Regions from separate parts of the Mus musculus genome. Here regions 2, 3, 4 and 5 are each linked to region 1. Evidence: chromatin contacts called from public HiCAR-type and promoter capture Hi-C data. All regions are on one chromosome and are shown on one strand. Each heading gives the region's core, a stretch centred on a gene start, on an enhancer-like site or on the middle of the called end of the contact. The rest is flanking DNA. Distances are from core to core; before and after follow the strand shown.

What was found. Promoter capture Hi-C pulls out the DNA fragments that hold promoters and counts their contacts. HiCAR-type assays count read pairs that join an accessible place to other places. Capture Hi-C pulls out chosen DNA fragments and counts their contacts.
Region 2: a HiCAR-type map of astrocytes shows a contact between it and region 1, with 2.4 times the contacts expected there. The contact joins the promoter of Pla2g7 here to the promoter of Enpp5 in region 1.
Region 3: a contact with region 1 is called in a promoter capture Hi-C map of stem cell-derived epiblast-like cells, with 2.0 times the contacts expected there. The contact joins the promoter of 1700071M16Rik here to the promoter of Enpp5 in region 1. A contact is called at or near these places in 2 of 39 promoter capture datasets (pre-B cells and stem cell-derived epiblast-like cells).
Region 4: a promoter capture Hi-C map of embryonic stem cells shows a contact between it and region 1, with 2.5 times the contacts expected there. The contact joins the enhancer-like site here to the promoter of Enpp5 in region 1. A contact is called at or near these places in 10 of 39 promoter capture datasets (the C10 cell line, the HPC-7 cell line, HPC-7-derived erythroid cells and 6 more), 1 of 15 datasets of contacts at CTCF or cohesin (the NIH/3T3 cell line), 1 of 484 Hi-C or Micro-C datasets (embryonic stem cells) and 4 of 115 datasets of contacts at active chromatin or transcription factors (astrocytes, embryonic stem cells, large pre-B cells and 1 more).
Region 5: a promoter capture Hi-C map of pancreatic islet shows a contact between it and region 1. The contact joins the promoter of Rcan2 here to the promoter of Enpp5 in region 1. A contact is called at or near these places in 5 of 39 promoter capture datasets (the 3T3-L1 cell line, the HPC-7 cell line, cranial neural crest and 2 more), 3 of 484 Hi-C or Micro-C datasets (cardiomyocytes, muscle stem cells and uterus), 2 of 115 datasets of contacts at active chromatin or transcription factors (pancreatic cancer cells and stem cell-derived neural progenitor cells) and 2 of 9 other capture datasets (macrophages and pancreatic islet).

Annotation. Positions count from the first base shown.
Region 1 is chr17:44,076,670-44,080,990 of GRCm38.p6, reverse strand. Enpp5 (ectonucleotide pyrophosphatase/phosphodiesterase 5) reads right to left here and starts at 2,189. Exons shown (of 4, transcript NM_032003.3): 1 at 2,009-2,189; 2 at 1-344. The coding sequence starts at 309.
Region 2 is chr17:43,566,283-43,570,603 of GRCm38.p6, reverse strand. Pla2g7 (phospholipase A2, group VII (platelet-activating factor acetylhydrolase, plasma)) reads right to left here and starts at 2,153. Exons shown (of 12, transcript NM_013737.5): 1 at 1,818-2,153.
Region 3 is chr17:43,589,627-43,593,947 of GRCm38.p6, reverse strand. 1700071M16Rik (RIKEN cDNA 1700071M16 gene) reads left to right here and starts at 2,439. Exons shown (of 4, transcript NR_045445.1): 1 at 2,439-2,526; 2 at 4,071-4,175. The region is part of intron 2 of Pla2g7 (phospholipase A2, group VII (platelet-activating factor acetylhydrolase, plasma)); the gene reads right to left.
Region 4 is chr17:43,717,529-43,721,849 of GRCm38.p6, reverse strand. The region is part of intron 7 of Cyp39a1 (cytochrome P450, family 39, subfamily a, polypeptide 1); the gene reads right to left. It overlaps Gm41581 (a long non-coding RNA gene), which reads left to right. Exons shown (of 3, transcript XR_876800.2): 3 at 353-377. Among named protein-coding and RNA genes, the nearest start is that of Gm25783, 21 kb to the right of the region's middle. Within about 2 kb of position 2,254, at least 15 of the 459 cell types and tissues checked have an H3K27ac peak or open chromatin away from gene starts, as enhancers often do. A contact at or near this core is called in astrocytes and embryonic stem cells, where this site is marked.
Region 5 is chr17:43,799,751-43,804,071 of GRCm38.p6, reverse strand. It overlaps Rcan2 (regulator of calcineurin 2), which reads right to left and starts at 2,221. Exons shown (of 5, transcript NM_207649.1): 1 at 1,976-2,221. It overlaps Gm34773 (a long non-coding RNA gene), which reads left to right and starts at 3,689. Exons shown (of 3, transcript XR_385586.2): 1 at 3,689-4,101.

The DNA.
Region 1 (4,321 bases), core at 940-3,439:
GGACTTGTTCAGAATAGGGTCGAACATGTCATTTGCAACAATCCCATGATTCTCTGCAAAGAGACCAGTGACCAAAGTGTAATGGTTAGGGTAGGTCTTTGTGATGAAAACATTAGTGACTTGGTTCACATGGACACCATTTTTCATGATATAATGGAAATGAGGGGTTGGAACTTTATATAAGTAATCCCAGCGGAATCCATCAAAAGAAACTACCAGAACTTTCTGCTCTTCTGGCTGTAGAGAAAACGGAGCCGAATGGCATAGAGTAGCCAGTGTGCAAGACGCAAGGAGAAACTCTGGAATCATTTTTCAAGACCTTGATCAGCTCAGCATAAGGTAATCTGTAGAATAAGCACAAAGGAATTAATGCTGACAACTGTGATTAATACATTTTCTTCCAAACTGAGAATGACAGCGATGAGTGATCTCATTTACATCCTAAGTCACAGCCTGAAAAAACTGTACAGAACTCCATTTGACACAGGACACCAGGGCCAAAACGCTTTAGTGCCACTTTACAAACAAACAAACAAACAAACAAACAATCTTATAGTTTCCTATATTCTATCAAAAGATATTCCTCAAAGAAACAAAGGAATTACTCAAATGGACCCCACAATAATATTTAAAAAGATGATTTGTATATGTGACTTTTCAGAGACAAATTCAGGATGATTTAGAATGCTTGAAAATTTGTAGATATGGTGTGTGTCTGTGTGTGTGCGCGATGTGCGCATAGGTGGTATGTGTGCATTGTGATGTGTGTGCATGTGTGGTATGTATAAATGTGTGGTATGTGTGCATGTGTGGTATATGTGCATGTGTGATGTGTGTGCATGTGTGGTATGTGTGTATGTGTGGTATATGTGTATGTATGGTATGTGTGATGTGTGTGCATGTGTGGTATGTGTGGTATGTGTATGTATGGTATGTGTGCATGTGTGATGTGTGTGTGTATGTGTGATATGTGTATGTGTGGGATGTGTGCATGTGTGATTGTGTGTGCATGTGTGATGTGTGTGCATGTGTGATGTGTGTGATATGTGTGCATGTGTGATGTGTGTGATATGTGTACATGTGTGGAATGTGTGCATGTGGCTCTGACTTGCCTTGCTATGGTCTAGGAATGGGCAGATGTAACCTATGAGGCAGGCTGGCTTTGTTTTCAGAACCATAAGCTGTATGCAAAGGATGCATATGAGCTTAAGGTTAGATTTGCTTTTTTAAACTGTGGTTTCATCCAGACTAGAAACTGTTTTGGACATTGGTCTCAAGACAATGACTGATTCCAAACTTAAATTTACTATTGTATCTTGAATGCCACTCATTCTGGGAGCAACATTAATAATGGCCATGACGGGGAATTAAATGTATGCAGGAAACTGCAAATGACTGATCCCTGTTTCTTCCCTCTTTTCTTTTCTTTCCCCCAATTTTCTCTCCCATCTCACTAACACGAAGGAAATTATTATCAACCAAATACAATTTAATGCCAAGAAAGAATCAGTTGCACGGAACATATGATTTTTTTCCCATCTATTTTAGTTAATTGAGGTAAATAGAAGACAACTGTTTTCTTGGGGCAAACTGAAGCGAAGTATGAGGCTCTGTCTAAAGCTCGGGGATGTTCGATAATAAGAAGCAACATAATTACATGGGTGCCACAACGCAGGTGGGGGTGGGGATGAGGAAAAAAGGACAAATCTCTCATTTCTCCACGCAGAAACAGCACGGAGCCCTGAAACTCTCTAGATCTCGATTGAAATCGCCCTGGCCTTTCCAGTCCTTCCTCTCTCCAGCCTCCCCCACCCCCACCCCGCCCCAACCTAAGCAAACAGGCGCACCAATCAAAGAGCAGAGGAGTGGGCTTATGTCAGGGTGTTTGCCAGGGTGGGTGGGTGCGTCGCCTCTTCTCTACGGGGTTGCTAGGCCTCCCCGCCCCGCTGGCCGGTGACAGCCCCAGTGTGGGCCTCTGGAGGCAGGCCACCCTTCTCCGGGGACTCACCCGCGCTGAGACAGATCTGTCCTGGAACGTTTGGGACCAAGAGGAGGCAGAAACAAGGGGCACTGTAGGATCCTGTTCGCTCACCTGCACGCAGCCTCAGCGCAGAGCACCTGACTCGTCGCTGCAGCCCGCCCCGCTGCTGGAACGCCATTGGCTCCCGCCAGCTTGTCACTGTTACCAGGGTGAAAAATCCGCTCCTAGGAGTAGCTGTGCTGCCTGTCAATTAGCGGAAGCAGGGGGGCGGGCGCTGCGTGGGTTTGAAGGAGGGGGACTTGGTGGCCAGGTTTGGGGATAGGGATGGGTGGCTGGGGGCTCTTGTCACTCAGAACTGCCCTGGTAGGCCTGTTGTGTCCGTGATATTGAGGGACTTTAGTGTGCTATCCCAGTGGTTGGAGATCTGAAACTCATGTTCATTATAAGCTAATTTTATTCTACCATCTCTTCTGAGTTTTCTTCTTCCTTTATCATAAACTGATGACGTCACTCAGTAAGCTTTAATTGAAGGAGGGACATCAGAATATCCAAGCTTGCCATGAGATGGTGTTAATAATTCGAAACAGGGTCTCATTTAGCTCACCATAGTGTGGAACTCAGTTTGTAGCCCAGCATTACCTCAGTCCTAGTACCTTCCTGCTCCAACTTCCTAAATTCTGGGGATTACAGGCATGTATCACCATGCCAGGTTTTATGAGGTGCTGGGAATTAAACCCAGGTTTTCCTGGATGCCAGCTGAGCACTCTCTCAACTGAAGAATATCCTTAGCCCTCATGAATCTTTTGTTCATGAATAGCTGGTGTCAAGTATTTCCTCTATGGAAGGCTTTGGGAATCTAGTCTGTTCTGAAGCCCAATGTGTGACTTCCAAGTGTTTGCATCTTATTATAAGTTGGCCACGCAGGCACTCCCCACTCCTATCCTCCAAGCAGTAGCACCTGAAAGCTTCAGCTAACCAAATCTGTCTGCAATAGGCAGTATTATCTGCTTGATTGTCACAACTGAAGTTTCAACATTTAATCAGCTGGTAAGGCTACAAGCATCCACAGCTGTGGCCTTGGTGCCTGTCTGTAACAAATGTCTTCTGTTCTGTGTGCTGGGGCTGTGATGTTTGTAGCCACGTTCTGTAAAGGAATTGAGCCCTTTGGTCTTAGCCTTTGGTGTATTTCTAATGAGGGGACAGTCTCAACTCTAGCCATGGGCACTTGCTAAATTGGGCGGCACTGCCCTGAAGGGCATTTGGGCACTCTGCCATGGGGATTTTTATCATTTTCAACACGTGGGAAGGAGGCGGAAAGGGAGGTTGTTTCTGCGTGTAGCCAGACCCAAAACCATGAAGCTGCACAACTTGTTCCGAAGCCCCAAGTCCTGACCTTTGAAACTGCTCAAAGTTGGAAGGAGGTGGTTCAGTCTAGTAAGTCCTTATCTCCCAGCCTAAGAAGCCAATTCCTTGTTCACTCCAAAGAAAGAAAACCTGGAAGAAAAAAAAATCAGGGGTGAGAATGGGCCTGTTTCTATGTGGGTCATTGAGAATTGGAGGCTCTGCTCACGTGACAGGCTGCCATGCTCTGCAAACTTTTTATGGAAGTTGGGATTGTTTCCCACCCGCCACGCTTACTAAATTGTACAGTGTAGTTGCTAAGCACAGCTCAGAACACAGAAGACAACTCTCCGCGGGCTCAGCGAGCTCAGGACCTACTTCTGGATCTCCATACAATAATGTCTAGTGGTCAACTGGTAGGCTTGAATATAACTCACTTTCCCAGTGGGCAGGGTCTGGCTCAAATAAGGAATGATTGTTGAGTTTTTGTCGACAAACTTCCTGCTTCCACATCTGTACTCTGCCAGTTGTTTGAATTTCTGTCCAGTCACAATAGCTACTGAGCAAGTTATGTCAGCATGGGTTAGAAAGGTTCCTTTATTTCAATGGAAATAGCAGGATAATGTCAGAAGTAGGGATGCATGTCTGAACACAGAGCAACAGGATTCACTTTCGTTTCACAGGCTTGGGGTAGGGAGGTCCCTCTACCTTTTAAAGTCCTCAGAGAAATCTGACATACATTTGGGGACTAGACCATTCTCTTCCCCAGGACTGTAAGGACATTGTGCTAGCACTGGAATAATGCAGTTTATAAAATAGCAAAAACAAAACCAACTAGCTGTATCAGAGAAGTCTTTTTTTTTTTTTTTTTTTGACCTAGAATTTATGGTAAGAATAACTAATTTTAAAGGCAGCGGGCAGGAGAGATGACTTAGCAGTAGGAAGAGCCTGCTGTTGAGTTGGTTCCTGGCACCCATGGCTATTGGGCAGCTGGGCTGG
Region 2 (4,321 bases), core at 904-3,403, 510 kb after region 1:
CTTCCTCATCTAGGCTTTACTTGATAGAAATGGCTCTGTACTTTTTAGGGTCAGTGGGTCAGTCAGGCTCAGCTTGTAATCATGAATCATGAAAAACTGGCAAGCTTAAGGTATAGAGCTGAGGGTGGGGGCTGCTTAAGAGATGGCACTATGATTAAGAGCACTGGATACTCGTCTAGAGGACTTAGGTTCAATTCCCAGCACCCACAGGACAGCTCACAGCCCTCTGTAACCTTAGTTTGTAGGCTGTTGGCTAGCACTGCAGGGTTCATCCCTGGTTCCTCATAGAGCAGCTAGGGTGAGTGCCTCAGACCTGGGATCCCACAATCCAGGAGATAAAGGCAGCCCAAGGTCCTTCTCAGCTGTACAGCAAATTCCTCAGAAGAACAAAGAAATAAGAACAGGAAGGTCCCCCTTGAAGGAGTCCTTCCCAAGGACCCCCATTCTAAGTACCCCACTGGCCCTTTGCTTAAGGCAGTATGCTGAGGCCATCTCAAAGAGATGCTGAGTTGTTTGTTTACAAACAGAGTGGGGGAGGGGCGGTTAGTTAGATTCCCTAGGTGTTCTTTATGACTCATGAGCAGACACTCCCTGGCTGTGAGGGAATCCTGGACCAGCCCTTCACACCTCACAGGGGAATCCTCAATTGCTTAGTGAGTACCTGAGGCTCTTTAAAGTCCCTCCTCGGAAGCTCTCAGAGGCTCAGAATGTTGAGCCTTCAGCTTCAGGGTGACTGGGGTCAGCGCCAGCCTGGAATGCCAACCCATGATATCAGTACAAGGATGGTATCAGTGAGGGACAGGTTCTGTGTACAAATGCCTGAGGAAGGGAAACAACTCCAACTCCCCATGGCAAGGAGATGAAGCTGCCATTCTCAGGACTCTCCATCAGTAAGCCATCTCTTCTATAAGGTTACTAGGGTCCCTTCAGTAAGAAAAACCTGCCTGGGTGCTGACAGTTCTCCAGTACCCTCCAGACCTTCTCTTTGTTTTGACCCAGGTCAATGTGACTTCAAAATTTGCTTACCAGCCCTCTTGCTTCAGGGAACACACACACACACACACACACACACACACACACACACACACACGCGCGCGCCTCCCAACTCAGCAATCTTATTTGGGTCAAATGTAATCCACCCAAATCAGATTGCGTGCCTTTTAGAGGTGACAACACCATGCGAGTAAGAGCCTGCCTGCCTCCCTCCCTCCCTCCCTTCCTTCCTTCCTTCCTTCCTTCCTTCCTTCCTTCCTTCCTTCCTTCCTTCCTCTTTTCCTTCCCACGACCCTGAAGTGATTCCCATGGGATAGAATGGAAGCCCCAATCGAGGACCATGTTCTTTTTTTATTTTTTTTTAATTTTAATTTTAATTAATTAATTTATTTAGCTTACTTTGCTTTGTAAAAATCCAGCCTTAAAGGTCATTTCATCTGGCCAGCAGCCGGATGCCCCAAGAAAGAGCAGCATTGCTTTATTTTTATAATTCAGTTTTCAAACTTCTTAGACCTGGGAAGATCTGGGATATTCCTTGTAAGGACGTCCCAGGATGAGATCTAAGAACACCACATTTCCCTGCTGCACTGGGTTCAGCTTCCGCCCCCTCAATTCTGAATTCTTAGGGTGGCTTTCTCAGAAGCAACCCCTCCCCTCCACGCAACAATTCTGGAGCCAGTTTCTGGGGAGCTCCGAGGTGAGTCCTGAGCCAAACACTTGAACGTTGTGGTTCCAGCCCACCCACCTTGAGGACCACGCTCCCACGTCCCCGCAGTAGCCCACTGACACCATCACAAGCCCTTCCCTGCCCTTGGGCTTCTTACCTGGTCACTGCACTGACTCCCGGATACCCAGAACCCTGAGCGCAGCAATGCCACCAGAGCGAGTCAGATCCTAGCACGGCAGGCTTCCAGACAGTCTTTTTACCCCCGGGGATAGAATAACTCAGAGGTGGGTTGAGCATACAGCCTCCTCGTAAAATCTACCTTTAGGCTCGACCCTCCCCTCCTCCGGTTGCTGTGCAAGAGGGACAGGGGAGGAGCGTGTGGCCCAGCCTCCTGACAGCTCCAAGCTGCTGCGACTCAGGCTCACACAACACTAGCTCCAGGGACAGCCACCACTTGGACCTCTTCGAGCGCCCATGCGTGGATCCTGACTGTGCCTGGGGGGCGGGGAGGGTGATGATGGGCTCTTAGTTTCCTAGTCTGACACCCGATTCTCATCAGGCTCGCGACGAGCTGTGCCCATCCCCAAGCCTATCTTTCTAGCCCCGTTCTGTTCTCCATATCCGCAAAGTTCACGGAATCACTGAACACTAGTCGAGAATCTAAAAGGTTCCGCGCAGCTCGTATTTTGCTACTTTGTACCCAGAATCCCGCTTCACCTCTTGAGGAGATTACGTTCCAGACTAGAAGGCCTGCCCCTACCCAGCTTTCTTACTTTGCGATTATGAGGAACAGAGTGATTGAAGAGTCCGTCTCATAGCTCAGTCTGACTAGGCTATTAATGATTGCTGTAAAAACATTTCCATGCAAATACAAACATCCTCTCCAAGGGCGTGGGGGTGGAGGTGGAGATGTGAAAGGTTCTCTATAGGAGCAGAAATTTGGAAGATTCTTGAGGGCTCTTTCTCAGCGGTATAAAAAGTGTAAACAACGGGGGGCGGGGCGGGGGTGGGGGCGGGGTGGGGGGTTGGAGATTCTAAGGACTGAAGAACAAAGGAGAGATTTGGATTGCCAGGATGTATACAAAAGTGCAGAGAGCTCCAGGATTGCGGCTTTAATGAGTCATCGCTCGCACCCACGGAGCTGTGGTGCTGTGTGGGAGTGACGCAGTTGCTCCTATGAGTACCCCTTCATCCATACTTCTGTTAGGAACCCCAATCCTGACGAACTCACTGGTTCACCAAGCTAGACACTGGGGAAATTGTTCTATGGATCAGTCTGGGTTCCCTTTCTGGGGTGCATTAACATGTGTGTTGTATCTCCCCGGCAAAAAGGTTTTCTCCTCAAACCCATCTTCCGATCATTCATCTAAAGCTGTTTAGAAACTTTAGGGAAATTAGGTTGAAATTTATCTGTTGTATTACAGTATTATACTTTTGATTATTTTGGATTAGGTTAAGTTCTCACTTAGTCTTTATGAGTTTAAAACAATAATTTTCTGCAGGATCAAGGGAGAGTAAGAAGGAGACCTTGGTGTCTAGCTTTAGAAATGTAATCTAACAGTTTAGCAAGGCAGAGGGGATAGAGGAGAAGGGCTCTGGCCTAACAAAGCTAGGTTTGCCATGTTCAGGTCTACTAGAGCCTCTTCGGACGAACACAATAACTGAGAAGTAAATATAGGATATTTATAGAGGCCTGAAAATACTGATCAGTGGTAGGGCACTTGCCTAGTACACATGAGGTCTTAAAGAACCAGCCAGCCTCCATTTTAGTAAAGACAATCCAGGATCATTCCTGTTTATGATTAAACCTCTGCTTCTCAAAGACTGGGCTGTGCCCCACCGGGAACAGTGAAAAGGAAACAGGAGCCACATTGTTATACATTGTTATTAAGTCTCCATTCCCTACAAGAAGTGTCTGTTCCCTAGGACCAGTGTATCTTGCAAACCATGTTTTTCTGTCTACATTGAACTTGCAATCCCATGATGTTTGTTCATTCTTTTGCCTTGCTAAACTCCCGAACCTGTGACTATGACTGCCTTCTTTGGGTTTTGTTTGTTTGTTTCTTTTGGTTTTGGTTTTTCGAGACAGGGTTTCTCTGTGTAGCCCTGGCTGTCCTGGAACTTATTCTGTAGACCAGGCTGGCCTCAAACTCAGAAATCCTCCTGCCTCTGCCTCCCGAGTGCTGGGATTAAAAGTGTGTGTCACCACGCCTGGTTTATGACTGCCCTCTTGCCTTATGAAAATATGCCTTCCCAGATACTCTGATGACTCTTCTTTCACATGATTTATTCTTCCACTTCTTTTTATTGCCTTCTTTTTTGCAGCCCAATATCCTGCCACCTGTTTTTTATCACACTTTACCCCACAGAAACCCTTGAGCCCTGAGTCCGCTGCTCTTCGTCTAGGCACTAATAGCTAATTATCCCCATAATAGCGGTCTCAAAAGCTGATAAGGATCTGCTCTCTGAAATTCCGATTTTGGGAGAGGCAACTGACTGGCCAGTCTAAATAAAGTTTGCTTAATCAGAGCATTGTGGAAATGCTCTCCACCCCAACCCACCCCCATCAGGTCTAGCGTAACTTTAACTACAGATGGTTCCGTAATGCCTGCTCCAGCAATGAACCATGCCTTTGTTTCAAAAAGTTGTCTGTAGCCATCT
Region 3 (4,321 bases), core at 1,190-3,689, 490 kb after region 1:
ATCTGAACTCTCATCTTCATACAAGCACATAACTGACTAAGCCATTTCCCCAGCACCCTCTCATTTCTCACCCCACTCAAAGGCCTGCTTTGTATAAAGCATATATGGGGCTTTGGGGAATAAAACAATGGAGGCAGGCGTACATCTTCTGACAAGATGCTTGGGATTTCACCAAACAGGCTTGTCTCCAAATGCTATTGCTATACAAGGTGTATGGAATATGATTTACATTTGTTTATTTTCTGTATTGAATATGAACTTCATCTCACACTTCAGATTAGTGTTTAGACTGTGTGTGTGTGTGTGTTTCGAGACAGGGTTTCTCTGTGTTGCCCTGGTTGTCCTGAAACTTACTCTGTAGACCAGGCCAGCATGCTTCCACTTCTTGTGCATTTGGTCCTGACATCTTTACACAGCATTATCAAAGCCAATGGTCCAAGATGACTCTAAACAACCATCTCCCAACCCCCTTCTCTCACTCTCTAACTGTCCAGCCCTACCCCAAATCCCAGAATCCTTTATCTTATGAATTCCAGGCTAGAACCCTGGGAGGCAAATAAATCTCTATAATTTGTTCTTAATTTGGAATAATCCGGATCCCAGACCCTGGTAGAATCAAAACTCTTAAAGCTTATAATTAGCCGATCAGATTTATGTATCAATAAAATCACAATGTACAGGATGCTAATACAATAATTTCAGAGCCAATTGATAACGATAAAAGCTTTATCCCAATTTTTTCTAACCTTATGATACCATAACTATCCGTGGCTGGTTCATGCCATGCTGGTTCATGTCTGCCTCCATTCTCCTCCCCGCTCCCATCTGCTACGTTCTCTGTCTCTGCCACTCTTGGCGCTGCCTCCCTTTTCCCTGTCCAATTACAGGCCTTCTGCTGCCCTAATGTAATTGGATAGGGAAAATCCTACAACACAGACATAATCATTTCTTCTTCAGAATCAGGAATTCCGTATGTGTGGACTATTTCACAATGGCGAGAATGATGACAGCTACTGTTCAGGCGCTGGCCCTCCTCGTGTAAACACAGCCTTTGACACACCAGGCTCAGATCGTTTTGTGGGAAGGAGGGGAGCTAAGCTGAAACACCACCAACCTCCTTTGTCCTTCATTCAAACCCACGCATGTGTTCTTTGACCTGTCCACTCCCGTTTGAAGCCCAAACCCTTCCATATCTCTGCAACGGCCCTCCTTTCTAGAGCTCAGGCAAGCCATCACTTACGTTTAGATGTTAGGCTCAAATAACAATAAATCCAGATTCCTACTTTTCCTGATACACTGAGCTGGGCCTCCGACGTCCACTTGACTGAACCGTGGGAGCCCATTACTCTGCAGCACAGGTTTTGCCAAGCTCCCAGAACTATGTAAGGTGTGGCACCAGCATCATTATCATGCATCACTGCTCAGCAAGGGTTTGAGTCTTGGCAACATTCTTATTCACATCCTCCACTGATGACTCATACATATGTGAGGTTCCAGCCCGCGACAGACTCTTTCAGTACCTAAGGCCTCCTACACAAAGATGATCCTTGTGGGCCAGCAGCATGGCTGTCACCTAGGGATTTGGAAATGCAGACTCCTGGTTCGAATTCGACAATCAAAAAGATTCAAAGTAGGCTGATTCAAGATGAAGAAATGCTGTGGCACAGCCCATATCTCTTGGCCTGCCACATTGGTAAAGCAGTGAGAGGGGGCAGTTTGATGAAAGACAGAAGGTGAAGCAGAGTGGAGCCCGGTATTGGATCCAGGTGATTCTGTTTCAGATACCAACCTATGGTGGTATGGCCTAAGCAGTTTAACTCTTCTCTCTGGTGCCCACTGGTGAAGTGGGCCATTAAAGCCCTTAACCAGCCTGCAGAGCAGCTGTGTGGGTAAAGATGGATGAAGTGAGGGTATTCATTGTGTGCTTAACACCAACTGGAGTAGGTAACTGGCAGTCAACTGCCATGACTTCCTTCCTTCTCCAGAGCTGGTGAAGTCTTGCTTCCCAGGGGCTGTCAAGTCCTTTGAAGGATTTAGCAGATCTACACAACAACTTCCACACTTCTCCAGGGACAATTCAAATTTCACAGCACTTCCTCAAAGGTGTGGATTTTTTTTTTTTTTAATTACAGAAGGTTCTGCTCTCGTTTCAGATTATCTGTGGAGTCAGCCTTGGTGTAACTGGGAGGTGACATGTCTAGAGAGTAGCAGGGTAGACACCACCTTCTGTCTTTCCTTCTGTAGTTGGCAGCCAGTGAGCAGCTGTGTCCCCACACATAGGCAGCAAGGTCAGAGCTAGACCAGGGGGAGAACTTTGGCTCTCACAGCTCAGGTTGGAACCCCAGAGACCTCTTAGCTACCTTGGAGACCCTAACCTATCAGCAGAGTTCCAGAACATCCGCAAGTGGATCTCCCCTCCTATGAGATCGTAATTCCACAGAAACCAAGGGAACCTCTTCTAATAACCTGTGGCTCTCCAACTTCTCTACTTTAGGAACCTGTTCACCTGGAATTTAGGAGTCACAGGTACCACTCTGGGTACAGAAAAGGAGGAGCATCTTGCAATTTGCACATCACACGAATCTGCATCTCCATCTATCCATCTATCTGAAATCATCATAAGGAAAAAGAGGCGGATCAGACCAACTATAGCTTGGTCTGTGCTATAGTTTGTGGCTCAGAGTTCATCTTTTCTTAATCCTCTTCAACTTTATGTGAATGGGAACTTTGAACCCTGTAGGACGCTACTTGGTATATCTAGGAAATATAGCAATTCAGGTTACAATTTATTTAATTTGTGAGTGTGCGGGTTTGTGTTAAAAGCACACGTGTGTCTCTGAGTGTCAAATATTCCCGAGTCTTGAGATGTATACATTCTAGAAGAAAAACACATTCTTTTTAAAGTACTTTTACAGTCCTTCCTCAGCATGCGAAGTATCTCATATTTGTAAGCCTTTTAAGGCCCAGCAGCACATGCCTTTAATACCAGTGCTAGTGAATAGGAGACAACAGGATAAATAATTCAAGGCCACCCTTTGCTACATTGTGAGTTAGAGGTCAGCCAGGGCTACATGAGATTGTCTCAGACAACCGAAAGAAGGGTATGGGGAGAGCGCTTGCTGCATGAACATGGAGAGCTGAGTTTAAATCTGCTGCATCACATAAAATCTTAGGCATGGCTGCACAGAGATGAAACCCCGGGTCCTTTCATGTGTAGACAGAAGGGCTTCTCAGGCTTGCTGGCTGTCAGCCTAATTTCAAGTTCAATGAGAGACCTTGTCTCAGGGGAATACGGTAGAAAGTAATAGAACAGGACAGTGGACACTTTTCTCTGCCTTCCACCTGTGTATACAAGCGTGGACACTCACATATACATATGCACTTATAACACAAACCCACACACTCACTAATTAAATAAGTTATACCCCAAATAGCTATATTTTTCTATTATTCATTTAATAGATTATAAAGAACAATTATCTATTGTTTTGAAGTATTAATTATAACTTTTAAAATATTCACGTAGCCACTTCTGAACAGCTAGACTGAGTATAGCATAGGGTTAACACAAGACCAAGGGCATGTTTAAACAACCCAGTGATGTTTAAAAATCAGAGGGTAAAAAACCACGTCTTTAAATTTTCACCCTGCACCAATAAGAGTCAATAATATAAAATGTACCCTGGAAGATAATGGACCCATTGTGTGACCTGTTTCCAACCCCTGATGATACAGTTTAGAAAGATGAACTTCTTCATTTCAAGTAGGTCACAGGTTCTCTGATGACAAGGTCCAGCACCTCAGTCACCACCGTATCCATGGCGCTTTCCCTTCCTGGGAAGTATTGAGGGATGAATGGACCTCTGAAATATTCTTCAATTACCTGTGTAAATATCAACATAAGGCCCAGCCCTTTCCTATTGATTAGTCCATTTCCTCAAATATCAAGTAGGGCAAAGGTTATGCTAGTGATGATGAGTTACGCAAGCCCTTTTGGAGATGCTGTGGTAAAGAGTTACTCAACAAACCCAGCAAGTATCTGGAGTGAGTACATCTATCCTCGTGTGCAGATCTGTGGGTATAGACAGTGTGAGATCATCCTCAAGTTACCTGCTGTGCTCTCCAAAGGACACAGACTGAGACCCATGTGCGTCACCGCTCTTTAAGATGAACAGGTAGGTATTCACAATGCTCCAGAAGGAATGTCCTTGCAACATAGGCCCTTCTTGGTGGCATGAGATGTCCCTCCCGAACACTGGCTACTCATCCTCGTATTGTCTAAATCATCATCCCCTTATCTCTTCTCCTTAACACAACTGAA
Region 4 (4,321 bases), core at 1,005-3,504, 360 kb after region 1:
TGCCTGGAGGGAGGGGGAGGCCTTTGTCAAAAAGAGAGGCACCTAAATCACCCGGAGAAAGCCTTTTCTCTTTCAGCCACTTGGTACTCTTGGAAATCACTCGGAACTAAACCAGATTCTGTTCTGTCCTGGGCTCAGCCATTCCCTTCTTGCCTGGTGTATAGCGGAAAGGCGGACCCTCAGACCACCCATCTTAACTCTTTGTGGTCTCCATCGGTGTCTGAGTAGAAAGGAGACTGAGAACCACAGCATCTATCCCAGCCCTTGCTGTTTCTTAAGAAGGTGGGGGGAATCTCAGTGTTGTTTTGATTTGCATTTCCCTGATGATTAAGGATGCTGAACATTTTTTCAGGTGTTTCTCTGCCATTCGGAGATTCCACTTCACTCCAGTCAGAATGGCTAAGATCAAAAACTCAGGTGACAGCAGATGTTGGCGAGGATGTGGAGAAAGGGGAACACTCCTCCATTGTTGGTGGGATTGCAAGCTTGTACAACCACTCTGGAAATCAGTCTGGAGGTTCCTCAGAAAATTGGACATAGTACTACCGGAGGATCCCGCAATACCTCTCCTGGGCATATATCCAGAAGATGTCCCAACCGGTAAGAAGAACACATGCTCCACTATGTTCATAGCAGCCTTGTTTATAATAGCCAGAAGCTGAAAAGAACCCAGATGCCCCTCAACAGAGGAATGGATACAGAAAATGTGGTACATTTACACAATGGAATACTACTCAGCTATTTAAAAAAATGAATTTATGAAATTCCTAGGCAAATGGATGGACCTGGAGGGTATCATCCTGAGTGAAGTAACCCAATCACAAAGGAACTCGCACAATATGTACTCACTGATAAGTGGATAATAGCCCAGAAACTTAGGATACCCAAGATATAAGATACAACTTGCCAAACGCATGAAATTCAAGAAGAACGAAGACCAAAGTGTGGACACTTTACCCTTTCTTAGAAATGGGAACAAAACACCCATAGAAGGAGTTACAGAGACAAAATTTGAAGCTGTGACGAAAGGATGGACCATCTAGTGACTGCCATATGCAGGGATCCATCCCATAATCAGCTTCCAAATGCTGACACCATTGCATACACTAGGAAGATTTCGCTGAAAGGACCCAGTTATAGCTCTCTCTTGTGAGACTATGCCAGGGCCTAGCAAACACAGAAGTGGATGATCACAGTCAGCTATTGGATGGGTCACACGGCCCCTAATGGAGGAGCTAGAGAAATTACCCAAGGAGCTATAGGGAACTGCAACCCTATAGGTGGAACAACAATATGAACTAACCAGTACCCGGGAGCTCTTGTCTTTAGCTGCATATGTATCAAAAGATGGCCTAGTCGGCCATCACTGCAAAGAGAGGCCCATTGGACTTGCAAACTTTATATGCCCCAGTACAGGGAAACGCCAGGGCCAAAAAGGGGGAGTGGGTGGATAGGGGATTGGGGGGTGGGGGTGGGTATGGGGGACCTTTGGGATAGCATTGAAAATGTAAATGAGGAAAATACCTAATAAAAAAAAAAGAAGGTGGGGGAAGTCAGTGGGGCACAGGCAAAGCAGACATGTAGCCAGACAAGTGTTTCTCTGAACTTTTGTGAGTTATTAGGGCAAATCACTGAAGCTTGAAGGCGGCTGTAGAAACTCCCAATTTGCAGCTAAGATAGAGTATGAATGATGTGTGGGGCCTACGACTTTTGATGGTTAGTTAAAACAGGGTTGGCACTGTGGGGTTGAGCCCTGAACTTTCAGGGTTAGCACTAAGTCTAGGGAGCAAGTATTTGTGGTATGTGTGGTGGGGGACCAACTGTGGCTCTGAGTCTGCTGAGTCCTCTGCTTCCTTCCTCCCTCTCAGGGTTTCCAGACACTGCTGGGATTTTCAGAAGGATGGGGACTGGGGGGTGGGGGTGGGAAAGAGGTCCTTCTCCAAGGATCTTAGTGCTACATCTCTTGTAGAGGAAGGCCTTCTCCAATGATCTTCAATGAAACAGCTCTCTTAGACAATCTTAGCTGTGCGCATACCTTTATTGGGGTGGGTTTGTACACATGCACTTTATTTGGGGTGAATCATGGGTGTATATGGGTTTTGGAGAATGGGACTGAGTTTTCAGAGTAAATGAAAATCATTGGCTAGAGTTTTAAAGTTCTGGGAATGCCTCATTTGCACAGAGAGGTATGCCAGGAATCCCACATAGTTGCTGGGCAGCTTCTTGGCGGGGCTGAGGGGAACAGGAAGTTGGACTTGTAGGTCTACCAAAGACTATTTGACCTTCCCCCAGTAGAGGGTGTGGGGTTTTTGGCTCCCCAGACAAGGTCAGAGAAGAGAAAGCCCTGCTGGAAAGGGGCCTCCATTTTGCACGGAACTCAGAGAAGCTATCCAGTCATGGCAGACTTCGACCTTAATTAGCAGGGCTCCCCCACAGTATCAGAACTGAATTAAGCTCTGCATCGTCCAGTTGGTGTCTGAGGAGAAATATAAAATGTCCTGGTGTAGGAAGCTAATGCAAGTGTTTTTCCATCTGGCAAATGCAGTCTACTTATCCCTCTCATTGCACTCCACATGGAATCTTGGAGACACTGTGAGCTTTGCTGCATTACCGACGCCTGACTCAGCTACCTTACAAACTATAAAACTGTAACGTTGACTGTATCTACCTTATAGATAGACACAGTTGTTGTCAGGGTGGTAAACGTGAATGTAAATCTCCCAGAATCACAGCTGCCAAACAGCAAGGACTCAGCAAATGTTACCCACCATTATGGTTCCCTCTGCCCTTTGCAACTGTTTGAAAAACTGGCTGCCACTCACTCTTCAGGCCACAGGCAAAGCATCCCCCAAGGGAACCTTTGCCCAACTACCCCAGTTCTCTCCTGACTCAGCGCCATGCCATGCTATCTCCATTGGTTAGATGCAGGAAATAATTCAGCTCATATTTTTATCATGGGGTTCCCCAAGTGCATTAACATTTCATTTCCTTCTGAATCTCGTTTATTTAGTATATTTATGACCTAACACAATGCCTTATGCATGGAAAGCATCCTGTATATTATTATTGGTGGGATAAATGAATGGACCAATGAACTGGTGTTTGAAACAGTGGAAGAGAGGACCAGTTTGACAAAGCACTAGCTTGTGTGTATGTGAGGGGAAAGATTTAGTGACAATTCTGAGGCAGAATTGTGGGGGTGGGGGTGGGGCAGTGAATGTTTAAGTGAAATAGAATTTGATAAATCTTTGTATAAAGTGGACCCAAGAATTGACAGTTCTAGGAAAATCTCCAGTTATCCCACACTCCTGCTCTGGGGACCACAGTTTAAGGAAAAACAAAACAAAACACAGTGGCAGATAAAAGAAAAAGAAGGGAACTGTGTATATCCCTCAGTGGGAGAGCACTGACCTACATGTCAAAGGCCCTGGGTTCAATTCCCAGTACAGTAAATCAGTGAACAGACAAATGATCCTCTTGTACCTTATTTATTAAATATTCTCGTTTGAAAGCTGCTCTTATTACTATACTAATTTTAAAATTACCACTCCTCTTTAAAAACAGAGGGAAATAAACCTAAGGGGTGAAAATTTTGATTGAAATTATAGTCGAGGGCAGAAATCCCAAGTGCACGTGTTGTCGGCAAACATCACTCACCTCGCTTCGATTGCCATCAATGTGTAAGAAAGGACTTTTAGTTCCTAGGATGAGCCATAAAACCAGGCCATGCCTTTTCTGAGTCTGACAAATCTTAATTCAGAAAGTTCACTCATTTTAGAATTTCATTTTAATTTGTATTGAGGTCCTGGGCTTAATACTTGGGTCTTTAGACTTTGGAGCAGTTACCCTGTAAGCCATCTTACCATTTTATCATTTTTTATAACTACAAAGGTGTCAGCTGCCTCTAAGCAGTGGTGCCTAGGAGGCCACTGGCTGAGTTTATGTACCTACCCACCCACCTGCCTACATACCTACTACCTACCTATCTACCTAACTATGTCTGTCTATGTGTCTGTCCACTCTATCTATCTATCTATCTATCTATCTATCTATCTATCTATCTATCTATCTATGTATCTATCTATGTATCTATCTATGTATCTATCTATGTATCTATCTATGTATCTATCTATGTATCTATCTATCTATCTATCTATCTATCTATCTATCTATCTATCTATCTATCTATGTATCTTACCTATATACCCAACTACCTACCTCTTTGTTTCTTTGTCTCTCTCTGTCTCTCTCTCTGTCTCTCTCTGTCTCTGTCTCTGTCTCTGTCTCTCTCTCTCTCTCATGAAGCCACAGTTAAGGGTGT
Region 5 (4,321 bases), core at 972-3,471, 280 kb after region 1:
ATAACTTTCCCTCTGTGTGCATGTGCTGTCCTTTCTACATGGAATGCCTAGTGCCTTCTCTAGAGAATGCCAACCGCCCATCAGGACCCAGTCCAAATGTTTACTCTCTGGCAGCCTCTTCTAGAGTCCTTCAACCCTCCTATCTCTTGGCTCCCACCGACCTCTCTCCTTTCTGCGCTAAACGCTCGCTCTGCTGATTCACCAGCATTTATTTTCTGCCTGATTCAGTTCTGGGAAGTGTAGGACCTTGTTTCTTTAGCTCCTAGCACAGAGCCTGCTTAGCACACAGCAGGTGCTTAATAAATAACTGTTTCATCCCTGGCACAGGGAATTAAAGGAATGAGAGTGTGCAACCTCTGCCACTGTCCAAGCTGGGCTGAATAAAAAAGAATGCCAGTCCCTGCACTATATCTGACAAGTGGCAAACAGTTATGCAAGTGTGATGAGTACTTGCAAATGAGAAAGCTCTCGAGTTCCCACTCCTGTTAAATGTTCCTCACTGGAGAGAGCCGCATCCTCCAAGATTTAGGTGGGTTAGGAAGGGCACACACCTCTAAGCATTTACTAAGATCTTACAATCTGGCCACTTTTGTTGAGGACACTTCTCTCTCCCCAAATCCTCTGGACCACATTCAAAGTAAGAGATGCTCAGGAAAGGCTGATTCAATTTCCAGTGCATTGGAAAGCCAATCACAACCCCCATTGCAGGCTAATTGAGCTTGATGACCGGTCATATGTGGTGTAATAGCTTCACAAGGCTGAAAGGGAAATCAATGTGGGGACTGAAAACCTGCCAAGTGTTCACTCCTGGGCCCCACAGCCCATGCTGGCCTGCTTCTTGACTCTTCCTACCTAATGTCCATCTTCATGATACCCTGGTCAGCAAGAACTGCTCTGTGGACAACACTCCCTTGTCCTATATTTTGGATTTTCTATCATCAAGGACAAGCAAGGTTCGGAAGTTAAGTTGGGTTGTAAACATGCTTCATGTTTCGTAAAGTTTCTCTATACACAAATCACGGCTAGAGAATACTTTACCATCCTTTTATTTCCATCCGTGGGAAATGATAGGACTACATAAAGAGAAACAAGAAACGGGTTTTGTTGTTATTGTTGTCTTTGCTAAAATGAGGTTTTAAGACAGTGTTGGCAGTGGGTGTAATAATCCCTCCACTGACCATTTCTATCCCAATATAAGAAACAAAACGTGCCAAAGTATGCAGTCTTGTTGAATCCATCAGGGATAAGAAAGAAAGGAAAAAAGAAAAAAAAAAAAGGACAAACAGCAAGGCCTTGAAGAATAAATCATTAACCACAAGTCAAATCGAGGCACCCTGGCAACCAGCGAGATGTAGAGGCAGCCGAGAGGAATCAGGTAGCTGAGACTGCCTTGTCCCCTCTGATGACTTCTGGAGAGAAACACCCCACAGGCACGACGAACCCGGCACACCGCGCTCCTGTCCATGTCACTTTTCAAACTTGAAGTTATTTTTAGATGACCCAAGCCGGCTAAGCCCAGGCAGGACAATTCTCAGCCCGCTGTGCCCGAAAGCCCCTTTGCCTCTCCCTAAAAAATTTGGTAAAGCTTGGGAAGACAGGGGTCTCCTCATTTTTTTTCCTTTACTCACTGCTTTGCTGGACACCCCTAACTCCTCTAAGCCCAAATCCCGGGGACACTGGAGTTATTCTGGATCCTCCAAGTCCCTATACACCTGCTGCTGCACCTGGGAAGGTGGACCCTTGGCCAGTAGGATGGGGAGGGGGCTTTTGGAGACTAGCGCCTCCTAGAGGGGGTCATGGGAAACCTGTCTCTGGGGATGCTTTGGGGACTGGCCAGGAGAGAAGATCTCTCCAGCCCTGCCCCTGAGCCCAGCAATGCTTGATTCCCATTGTCCGGGTCCCCTGGCACCCAGGTGTTCAGCCCTGGTGGGACAGGGGACAGGGTCGATGGGGCCTGCGCCGTTACGTAACCGACCTGCAGGACGTCTGCGATGCGCCGCTGTGGCGGCGGTGACAGTGGCAGCGGCTCGGGGGTCCTCGGGGCAGCAGGCTGCGGGCGCGGCTCTGCCTGTTCACCTGACGGCCGGGGCGAGCGCGGAGCCCGCGGGCCTGGGCGTGGAGCCGTGCGCACTGAGCGCCGCCTCCCGCTCTCCGGGTCGTGGGGTCACCCGGGCTGTGCCTCCTGCTGGTGCTCCCGCAACCTCCACCGCCGTCACCCGGGACAAAGCGGCTCCGGGGAGGGGCCGAGCCGGCGGCTCTCGACCAAGCCAGTGGAGATGGGCGCGCCCCCAGCTCCGACTCATCGGGCCAACCTCCAATCAGACCCCAGGGAAGCCAAAGCCCCTGACTGGCCTCCTTTGGTCGCCTCCCTCCTGACCAGTCGCCCTTCTGGGTCCCTCACCCACCTCCACCTCCTGGGCTTCCACCCGGCGCTCAGCTGCACACCCCTCCTTTGCGATCTCAGGCGAGCTGGACCCTTTGCAGGAACCTGACACAGGAGCCTGTCCCCAAAGGCAATGCCTTTCCAAAGAAGAGGCTCCCGGGTCATCTCCCCCATCCCCCGTTGAGGACTTTTTTTTTTTTTTTTTGAGGGTCAAAGAGGGGTGAGATCGCTCTTGGAGCGAAGCATCTGCATACAAGGATACTAAAAAATAAAAGGACAGAGAAGAAACTGTGGGTCCGTAGAACTAGGGGGTTGTTTTCTCACAGGTCGACCTCTGGCTAACTAAGGAACTGTCTGGAAGCCACTCTTGAGTGCTCAAGAGCGACTATGCTTGGTGGGTGCTGGCGCCCTCTGGCTGGGGCTGTGAGTGAGCCCTGCCCACACCATTGAAGGTGCCCTGTGCCGGTTTCACAGTTTTGCCAGGAAAGACTCACAACCACCAGACCTGGGGGAGAGAAAGAAGGACTTGGGTGTTCAAGGATTCCTAATGTGTAAGACTTTGGGTCCCTAGGAAAAGGGAGACTAGTATTTATACAAGGTAAAGGGGAAGGGGCGTGTCGGAGGTGGAACAATACAGGGAGGATTTACTTCTCAACCAAATGAACCCATTCTGAAGACTGTGCAAAATTATGCAGCTCAAGAACAAGGAAGCCTGTGACTTGTGGTGGCACAGACGGGGACAGGACTGAATCTCATGGCAAGAGTACCTCAATGACACAAAATGATTAGCGTTTGGAGACCGTGGAAACTGAAGGATAGAGGAGACCAACCTCAAAGCAGATAGAATGGCAGATAGGAATAAGTTTTGTGTCATGTCGCCTTTCTCACTGTTGTATACTTGAACCTTTTCCTGCATCCACTTGGTTGGTTCTTAATAACAGTATTAAAACTGCATTGAAGTAATAGTTCTCTTCTCTTCTCTTCTCTTCTCTTCTCTTCTCTTCTCTTCTCTCTCCCTCTCTCTCTCTTTCTCTCTTCCTCCCACCCTCCCTCCTTCCCTCCCTCCCTCTGTGTGTGTCTCTGTGTGTGTGTGCCTATCTCTGACTCTCTGTCTCTGTGTGTATCTTGCTGCCTACTCTCTCTCTCTCCCTCCCTTCCTCTGTGTGTGCCTCTGTGTGTGTGTGTGTGTGTCTGTCTCTGACTCTGTCTCTGTGTATATCTTTTGGCTCTCTCGCTCTCGCTCGCGCTCTCTCTCTCTCTCTCTCTCTCTCTCTCTCTCTCTCTCTCTCTCTCTCTCCTTTCTGTGTATCTGAGTGTCTTGCTGCCTCTGTGTGCCTGTTTTTCTGTCTGTCTCTGTGTGTCTGTCTGAGAGAGGGGGGGTGCTTAGCTCTTCTATCCGCTTAATCTGCATTAAATATAAGCACAGAATTAAATAAACATTTCAGAGTTGAAAATGACCTTCGATGTCATCACGCTTTGGGCATGCACATTCTACATGTTTGTTAATTTGACAGAATTGCAAGTTCGGAGAGAAATTTCTTTTTGAAAGGACCTTCTTATATGGAGCAAAAACATCTCTAGAATTTTCTCGTACAGGCTATAGCTCACATCTGAAAGTCATCATGGAAATCAAGCCCCATTCCTCTTCCAACTAACTATTTTTGAAACCTAGGAAGATAGCCATCACGTCTGGTGCACCTGGAACTTCGGCTTTTCAGGTAATATAGCTTCAAGGCTTTCAACAAAATTTCAAGGTAGCAATTCTTAGACTCACCGTGTGTTGACTTTGATCACAAGGAGGTCCATTTTTGTGAGTCTATATTTACATAAAACAAAGTTTTTGGTTGCAGAATATATTTTTGTTAAAGTTTTGGAAAATGAGAGAAATACATTTTTATCCCTGTGTGCTATGTGCTAATGTGGGTTCACATGTACAGT